Regions from separate parts of the Zea mays genome. Here region 1 is linked to region 2. A link is a contact called in public Hi-C data. All regions are on one chromosome and are shown on one strand. Each heading gives the region's core, a stretch centred on a gene start, on an enhancer-like site or on the middle of the called end of the contact. The rest is flanking DNA. Distances are from core to core; before and after follow the strand shown. Region 1 holds the start of LOC101027165 (zinc finger CCHC domain-containing protein 10). Region 2 holds the start of LOC103633484 (DExH-box ATP-dependent RNA helicase DExH12).

What was found. A called contact is a pair of places that touch in the nucleus more often than the background predicts.
Region 1: a contact with region 2 is called in a Hi-C map of tassel, with 2.9 times the contacts expected there. The contact joins the promoter of LOC101027165 here to the promoter of LOC103633484 in region 2. A contact is called at or near these places in 3 of 25 Hi-C or Micro-C datasets (leaf and tassel).

What each region holds. Positions count from the first base shown.
Region 1 is chr7:178,214,438-178,218,204 of Zm-B73-REFERENCE-NAM-5.0, reverse strand. It overlaps LOC101027165 (zinc finger CCHC domain-containing protein 10), which reads left to right and starts at 1,412. Exons shown (of 2, transcript NM_001279712.1): 1 at 1,412-1,553.
Region 2 is chr7:177,978,375-177,982,054 of Zm-B73-REFERENCE-NAM-5.0, reverse strand. It overlaps LOC103633484 (DExH-box ATP-dependent RNA helicase DExH12), which reads left to right and starts at 1,710. Exons shown (of 5, transcript XM_008655178.3): 1 at 1,710-1,932; 2 at 2,077-2,810; 3 at 2,916-3,680. The coding sequence starts at 2,082.

The sequences.
Region 1 (3,767 bases), core at 163-2,662, 240 kb before region 2:
CGGCTCGACGACACTGTCAACGGCGGCGCCGATTAGGGTTGAGTTCGCGCGGAGACTGTTGACAACGCCGATTAGTGTTGAGTTCGCGCGGAGACAAATGCAGGCGATTCACACTGCCAGAGTGGGGAAGGAGATTAGTAGGTTGCATTGAAAAGCATAAAATTAAAAAATAAACTCGAGCACCTTGGAATCCGGACGACATAGCGACCGCGGACGTGAGCCAATGTGACGCGGGGCGCGCAAGATTGACAACGGCAGCGGCTCGACGATGCTGTCAACGGCGGCGGCGATTAATGTTGAGGGCGTGCGGCGGTGGAGGACGGCGAAACGGACTGGCGGCGGCGGATGAACAAGAATCGCCCAGGCGACCGCTGAAGAAACGCGGCGAGTCGGCCAGGATGGTTGACCGCGCGGGGGTTAGGGTATAGAAGTGTTTGACCGCGTGGGAAGTGGGGTAGTGGGCCCATTCCTTTATTTCTGGAACGTGGGTCGGCTGGAGTAGTTATGCTAAATCACTATTATGTATAAATGGAAGAATGGAATAGCGTAAACATGTAGGGCTCGCGGTTGTTACTCTGTTTACGCTAAAATGGGTTTCCGTTTACGATAAATCTGTTCGCTTGCGTAAAAAGTGATCGGACGTGGGCTGGGGCTCTCTACAGTTATATAGAGCCCAGGGCTCTTAATAGATAAACTATATATATATATATATATATATATATATATACACACACACACACGAGATATCTTGACTAAAAGTGGAAAACAAAAAAGATACAAAAACACCAATACCATTTATCCCATTTTCATCTATCAAAAAACGAAAAAACAAAAATGATTGGGATATGTATAATATAATTTTGAACGAATCAATATAAAAATTAGCGTCGACCATTTTCCCTGTTTACAGTGGCATGACACTAGTTTCCATTAATACCCTATTTAGATGTCGATATTTGAGCATAAAATTGAGAATTGAAACCATATTTCTAAAATTCTGTTGTTTGGTTGCACACAAAATTAAGATTTGGAATCAGAGACTCAATTCCATTGAATGGAAATATTACTAGAAACTCTATCTCGTAATACAGAGTGTCACCCTTCTGTATTGCGTAGAATTAGACGGCACGTCTTCAAACTTAAATTCAATGACATTCAAACAATAGAATTAAAATTACATCTCATTTTAATATCATGATTAGTTTAGTATTGAACACAAATCAATTCTATGCCCTTTGATATCGACATTGAGCATAAACGGAAATGAACGATTTTTCCTTAAAAATTAAAGCAAAAGGATAAAGAGCCCAAGACCGATGCGGCCCAACTGAATGTCCGCTCGCAGCCCAGCCCAACCGGTCAATCAGGCTCGTCCTCGATCTCCTCCAGAGTCCAGAGTCCAGAACCCAAAGTCCAGACTGACCTCTCAAATCAAATCGGCACCGGGCGGCCTCCTCCCTCCCTCCCGACCCCGACCCCGACCCCGACCCCGACTGCCAAACCCTAATACACGGCGGTGACCTTGCGGCCTCCGTTCCGCTGCGCTCCGTCTGGTAAGTCGGCTCGCTCCACCTCTCCTGCCCCGCTCCGACTCGCTATCTTATCAGATTCCATGCCTGCAGCGTCCGTCGACTAATTCAATGGCATTGGGGTGGGGGTCTTGGGGATTCGTCGTTCTGTTGGATACCCTAAGGTTGCGTAGTGCACCTGCGTATGCTCCTCCTCGCGCATAGACCCAGGTCCCTGCCTCCCTGTACGCACGCGTGTGGTCGCCCGCCTTCTCCCATATCAGCGCCGCCGCCGCGGCGCACCTCCTCCTAGGGACCACCGACGCGCCAGTCCGAGAAGGGATTGGCTATTTGCCATTGGAAAGGATGTGCTTCGCAAAATAGCCATCAACCCCACATTCCATAGACTCCGCCGGACCCTTGGCAATTTGCCATTAGCCCATTACAAATAACGAGCTTCTCAAAATTGTCATCAGGTCCACATTTCATAGGCTTAGACAGACCCATAATGTAACACCTCGTCCAATCCTGGACAGGTGGTAATTACTCCTGTTAGCTCTTTAGGATCATATATTGTCCTCACAGACCAATACAAGTCTTTTGTACACACTTTGTCCCCACTCATGCGCACCCGAGAAAACTTCTTGGTCGGTCACCCATCACAAATTGCTCAAGCACGCTTAACTTAGAGGTTTTTTCGAGCTAGGCTTCCGAAAAATAAGATGCACCTTATCGGTATAGATACTCAATTAATTATATTAAGCCTTGGGCCAGGATATCACCATCACAGTGGTCAGGATATTACAATCCACCCCCTTAGAAGACCGACGTCCTCGTCGGTCAATCCTAATTTAGGAACCTCCCCTCTTAGCCACGTCTGTGTGTCTAGTGTCGTCATATTATGTGACCACTCTGGGCCAACATACGCCATGTGCCATATACCCGAACACCTAACACACACACGCCTGTGAAACCGCGAGGGTCGGCTCTGATACCACCTGCAACACCCCGTCCAATCCCTGGACCGGTGGTACTTACTCCTGGCAGCTCTCTAGGATCATATATTGTCCCCACAGACCAACACGAGTCTTTTGCATGCGCACCCGAGAAAACTTTCCGGTCGGTCACCATTCCAAATTGCTCCAAGCCAAGCACGCTTAACTTGAAGGTTCTTTCGAGATAGACTTCCGAAAAAGAAGATGCACCTTGTTGGTATGAATACTCTATTAATTCTATTAAGCATTGAGAGAGGATATCATCATCCCAGGGGCTAGGATATCACACATAATTCATAGACTTATCGTCCCTTCGACGGGATTATGGTGCTCATGTCACCAAGTTAGAGCCACTGTACGCTTCACCATGTGTCCTTTATGTAGCTCATCGAGCCTCCCTGCCTCTGCCTTCTCACCCCCGAGGCTGTGGCTAATTTCTCGTCAGATCTATCACTAGGGAGCACTGGAATGTTGATTCTCTATCAGTAGAATTAGTAATATTCGCCTTTTGTTTCGTGCAAAGTGTACTACTTGTTTACAGCTCTTGGTTCTCGCCAACCAGACTTAGTGCTTGCTTGTTATTGATATCATGGTTATTAAAGCGGTAAAACGATAAACTGTTAGGAGCCACCTTTTCAACATTTAAACGTTGAAACGTCTTTTCAGACTTGACATAAAACGACAGGACATGATATTTTCATACTCATAAGTTGATAATCACACAAGTCTATGAAACTATGCAACATGCAAGTTAGAACTTGCATCTAGTTTAGTAACCATCATCCAACTTATCAATATCAAGAGCATGAGCATCCATGTCTTGATCAAGAACATTGAGTGCGAACAGATAGATCAGCAAGTGCTGAATGCTGACTGTTGGGTACAAATAAATTATAGAGGAGCAACCAAACAGGATGACAAACAGGTTCGTGATCTTGAACCAGATTACTTACCAAATAGAAGAGCAGGACGATTATGAAGTGGTGATTCACTGGTTGTTGGCACCTGGCGTCTTGACCTAAGACCTGATGGCTACTAGCGGCGCTGGCTGCTAGAGGAATTAGAGGGCAGCGCTGGCTGCTGGTGGCGTTGACGGTGGCTGGCGCTGGCTGTTGGCGGCGGCGATGGGTGGTGGTGCTGGAGGAGGCAGGAGGGACTAAGGAGGCGGCACTGGACGGCTGGAGGACGCGGGCGGGCGGCGGGGCTGGAGGACAGGAGAGGGAGGCTGGCGTATTGAGCTAGGGCTTGATGGGCCTTTGAGAGG
Region 2 (3,680 bases), core at 461-2,960:
CCCTTTACTGATCGTTCTGACAGGGAAACAACACTATCCACCCCGTTCCGACTACTGTGCCAACCACCAGGGTAAAACTGAGTCACGATCTCCCCCGAGTTCAGCCTCGGGCGCAACAGGGAGCTCCGCCTCGCCCGACCTCAGGCCTCGGCCTCAGCCTCGGCCTCAGGAGAAGGTCTCCGCCTTGCCCGACTCCAGGCCTCAGCCTCAGCCTCGGCCTCGGGAGGAGTCACATCCTCGCCCGACCTCGGCGTCGGCCTCAGGAGAAGTCTCCGCCTCGCCCGACCTCGGCCTCGGAGTCGACTACGCTACAGGGGATACATCATTACCCTATTGCTAGCTAGCCACCCCTTGCTACGAAGGAACAAGACCAGAGTCACATCAAACTACTCCGATAGCAGGTAATGATGGTTCCCCGCATGCGTCCATGACGTCGATGGTTCTCAGCTCCCTACGGAAGCAAGGAAACGTCAACAGGATCCATGCCGCACCGCCAGCTGCGCTTCTACAGGGCTCAAGCACTTCTCCGACGGCCACGTTAGCACATACACAGGGCTCAAGCACTTCTCCACCGGCCACGTTAGCACATAGCTACACCCCCATTGTACAGCTGGGCCATCTCCTTGTATCTATAAAAGGGGATGTCCAGGGCCTTCCTAAGGGGAGAAGAGAGGGAAAGAAGACGGAGAAAGGCAGGCAGAGTGGGAGAAACGCGGAGGAGGCTAACTCAGGCAGCTCACCTCAGGGCCAGACCCACTCTCTCTCTCTCTCGTGACGCTTGTAACCCCTACTACGAGCACCCCGGTGCAAGATAATATAAGCCTCATCTTCCCTCTTGTGTTTCATCTTGCATCAACCCATCTGGGCAGAGACACGCAGCGACAAATTCAATAGTCGGTTGAGGGTCCTCGCGGGTCCAAAACGCCGACAGCATGCTTTTTGTTATTGCCACCACTAAGTCGTTCTAACGCTCAACCATGTCGTTTTGTCGAGGGTTGTATGGTGCGATGAGTTGACGTTGCACCCCTTCATCGGTGCAATATTACATGAACTTGATGGAGGTGCTCTCCTCCATGATTAGTGTGCAACGCATTGAGCTTTCTCTCGGTTTCACCTTCCACCCATGCATGAATGTGTTTGATGGTTGTTGTTGCATGATCCTTTGAAAGCATCAAAGGTATGATATGACATATATGGACCATTTGATGCATTGCTAGTCTTGATTTTAGGCACATGAACAATCTTATCATTATAAGCATTATGCCTAACATGAGATGCTCTACCATGTGAAATATGAGCATGAGAAGCAATATGCCTAACATGTGAAGTTATAGCATATGAAGCATGAGCATGAGAAAAATGAACATTATAAGCAATTGGAGCCTTGTCCTTTTCCTTCGCAAAGTTGGGAAACTCATGCCATTTATTTTAATCTTGGTATTTTCTTTGCCTTCCCTTTGGAAGACAACACCATCCTTAATTCACGGGTGCCTACCATTCAAATAAGCACCCCCAACATAATTTAGCTTTTCATCCTCAATTTCTTGTTTGACAATTTTAGCTTGTTCTTCAATTTCGAATATTTTTAAAGACAAAAAAGAAAAAAAAAACATGGCAACCCGTGTTAAATTAACGAAAAAGTGGAGGCCTGTTGTCTAAGGTTAGGGCTCAACATTTAATGGGCCGGCCGAAATCCGAAAGTCAGCCGAGCCCACGTCGGTTCGTCGGTCTCCAACCGACCTCGTCTCGTCTCGTCAAGCATCATCTGCTTTCTGCGACTCTGCCGCGAAGCCCTCTTCGCTTTCTATTCATCAGACCATATCGAATCAAGTCAGATTCAGGGAGGGGAAGGCAAAACCCTAACCTCTCTCACTCCGCCGCCACCGGGGGAGCGCGAGGAGGACCCTTCATCGACCCGCCGCACGAACAAAGGTATATTTCTCTGAATCTCTGTTCTCGCCCCACACTGCCGCTCCTCTTCTGCTTCGATTTCCACTCCATATTAGAGAGGATGCTTAGGGTTTTCAGATTCGATAACTTGTCCTGCTGATTCCGATCCGCCTTCCTCCGCCGCAGCTCCCATGGCCAACCTCGGCGGTGGCGCCGAGGCGCACGCGCGATTCAAGCAGTACGAGTATCGCGCCAACTCCAGCCTCGTCCTCACCACAGACTCCCGCCCGCGCGACACCCACGAGCCCACCGGAGAGCCCGAGACGCTCTGGGGCAGGATCGACCCCAGGTCCTTCGGCGACCGCGCCGTCCAGAACAGGCCGCCCGAGCTCGAGGAGAAGCTCTCCAAGTCGCGCACCAAAAAGTCTAAGCGCGACGCTGCTGCCGCGCTCGACTCCGCCGACCTCCCCCGTCGCGACGCCAAGCGCAGGCGCCGCGCTGCTTCCGCCCAGGAGGTCTCCGTCCTCTCCCTCACCGACGACGCCGTGTACAAGCCCCAGACCAAGGAGACGCGTGCCGCCTATGAGGCCTTGCTCAGCCTCATCCAACAGCAGCTTGGCGGCCAGCCCCTCGATGTCCTTGCTGGGGCAGCTGATGAGGTGCTCGCTACACTCAAGAATGACAAGGTCAAGAACCCTGATAAGAAGAAGGACATTGAGCAGCTGCTCAACCCTATCTCCAGCCAGCTCTTTGATCAGCTTGTCTCCATTGGCAAGCTCATCACCGACTTCCATGATGCGGCAGCTGGTGATGCTTCCGGTGCGCCTTCCGCCGACGCTGTGGACACCACTCTGGATGATGATGTTGGTGTTGCTGTTGAGTTTGAAGAAGACGAAGACGAGGAGAGTGATTTTGATCAGGTATACACGTTAATTCATATGTTTAACTGATCTTGGCATCTTGCCATCCTACTACTTGTCTTGATTACTTGCTTACCACTGTATGTTTGTGTTTGGGCGTACCAGGTGCAAGACGAGCTGGATGAGGATGAGGAAGATGACATGGCTGAGTTGAATGGTCCTGGAGGTATGCAGATGGGTGGTGAGTTAGACGACGATGACATGCAGAACGCCAATCAGGGGCTGACCGTCAATGTTCAGGACATCGATGCTTACTGGCTCCAGAGGAAGATATCCCAGGCATACGGGGATGGGGACATTGATGCTCAACAGAGCCAGAAGCTTGCTGAGGATATCTTGAAGATCATTGCCGAGGGTGACGACAGAGACGTCGAGAATCGCCTTGTCATGCTCTTGGACTATGAGAAGTTTGATCTCATTAAGTTGTTGCTGCGCAACCGTCTCAAGATTGTTTGGTGCACCCGCTTAGCCAGGGCCGAAGATCAGGAACAGAGGAAGAATATAGAGGAAGAGATGGCAAGTGACCCAAGTTTGGCTCCGATATTGGAGCAGCTACATGCAACCAGAGCATCCGCAAAGGAGAGGCAGAAGAACCTGGAGAAAAGCATCAGGGATGAGGCCAAGAGGCTCCTCAACAATGATGCTGCTGCTGCTGGTGCTGATGGTGCCAGGGACCACAGGGCAGCCGAGTGGGACATGGAGAGTGGATGGCTGAAAGGACAGAGGCAGTTGCTTGATCTTGAAAGCCTCTCGTTCCATCAGGGTGGTCTCTTTATGGCTAACAAGAAATGTGAACTTCCGACTGGATCGTTTAGAACCCCTCATAAGGGATATGAGGAGGTTCATGTGCCAGCACTGAAGGCTAAGCCC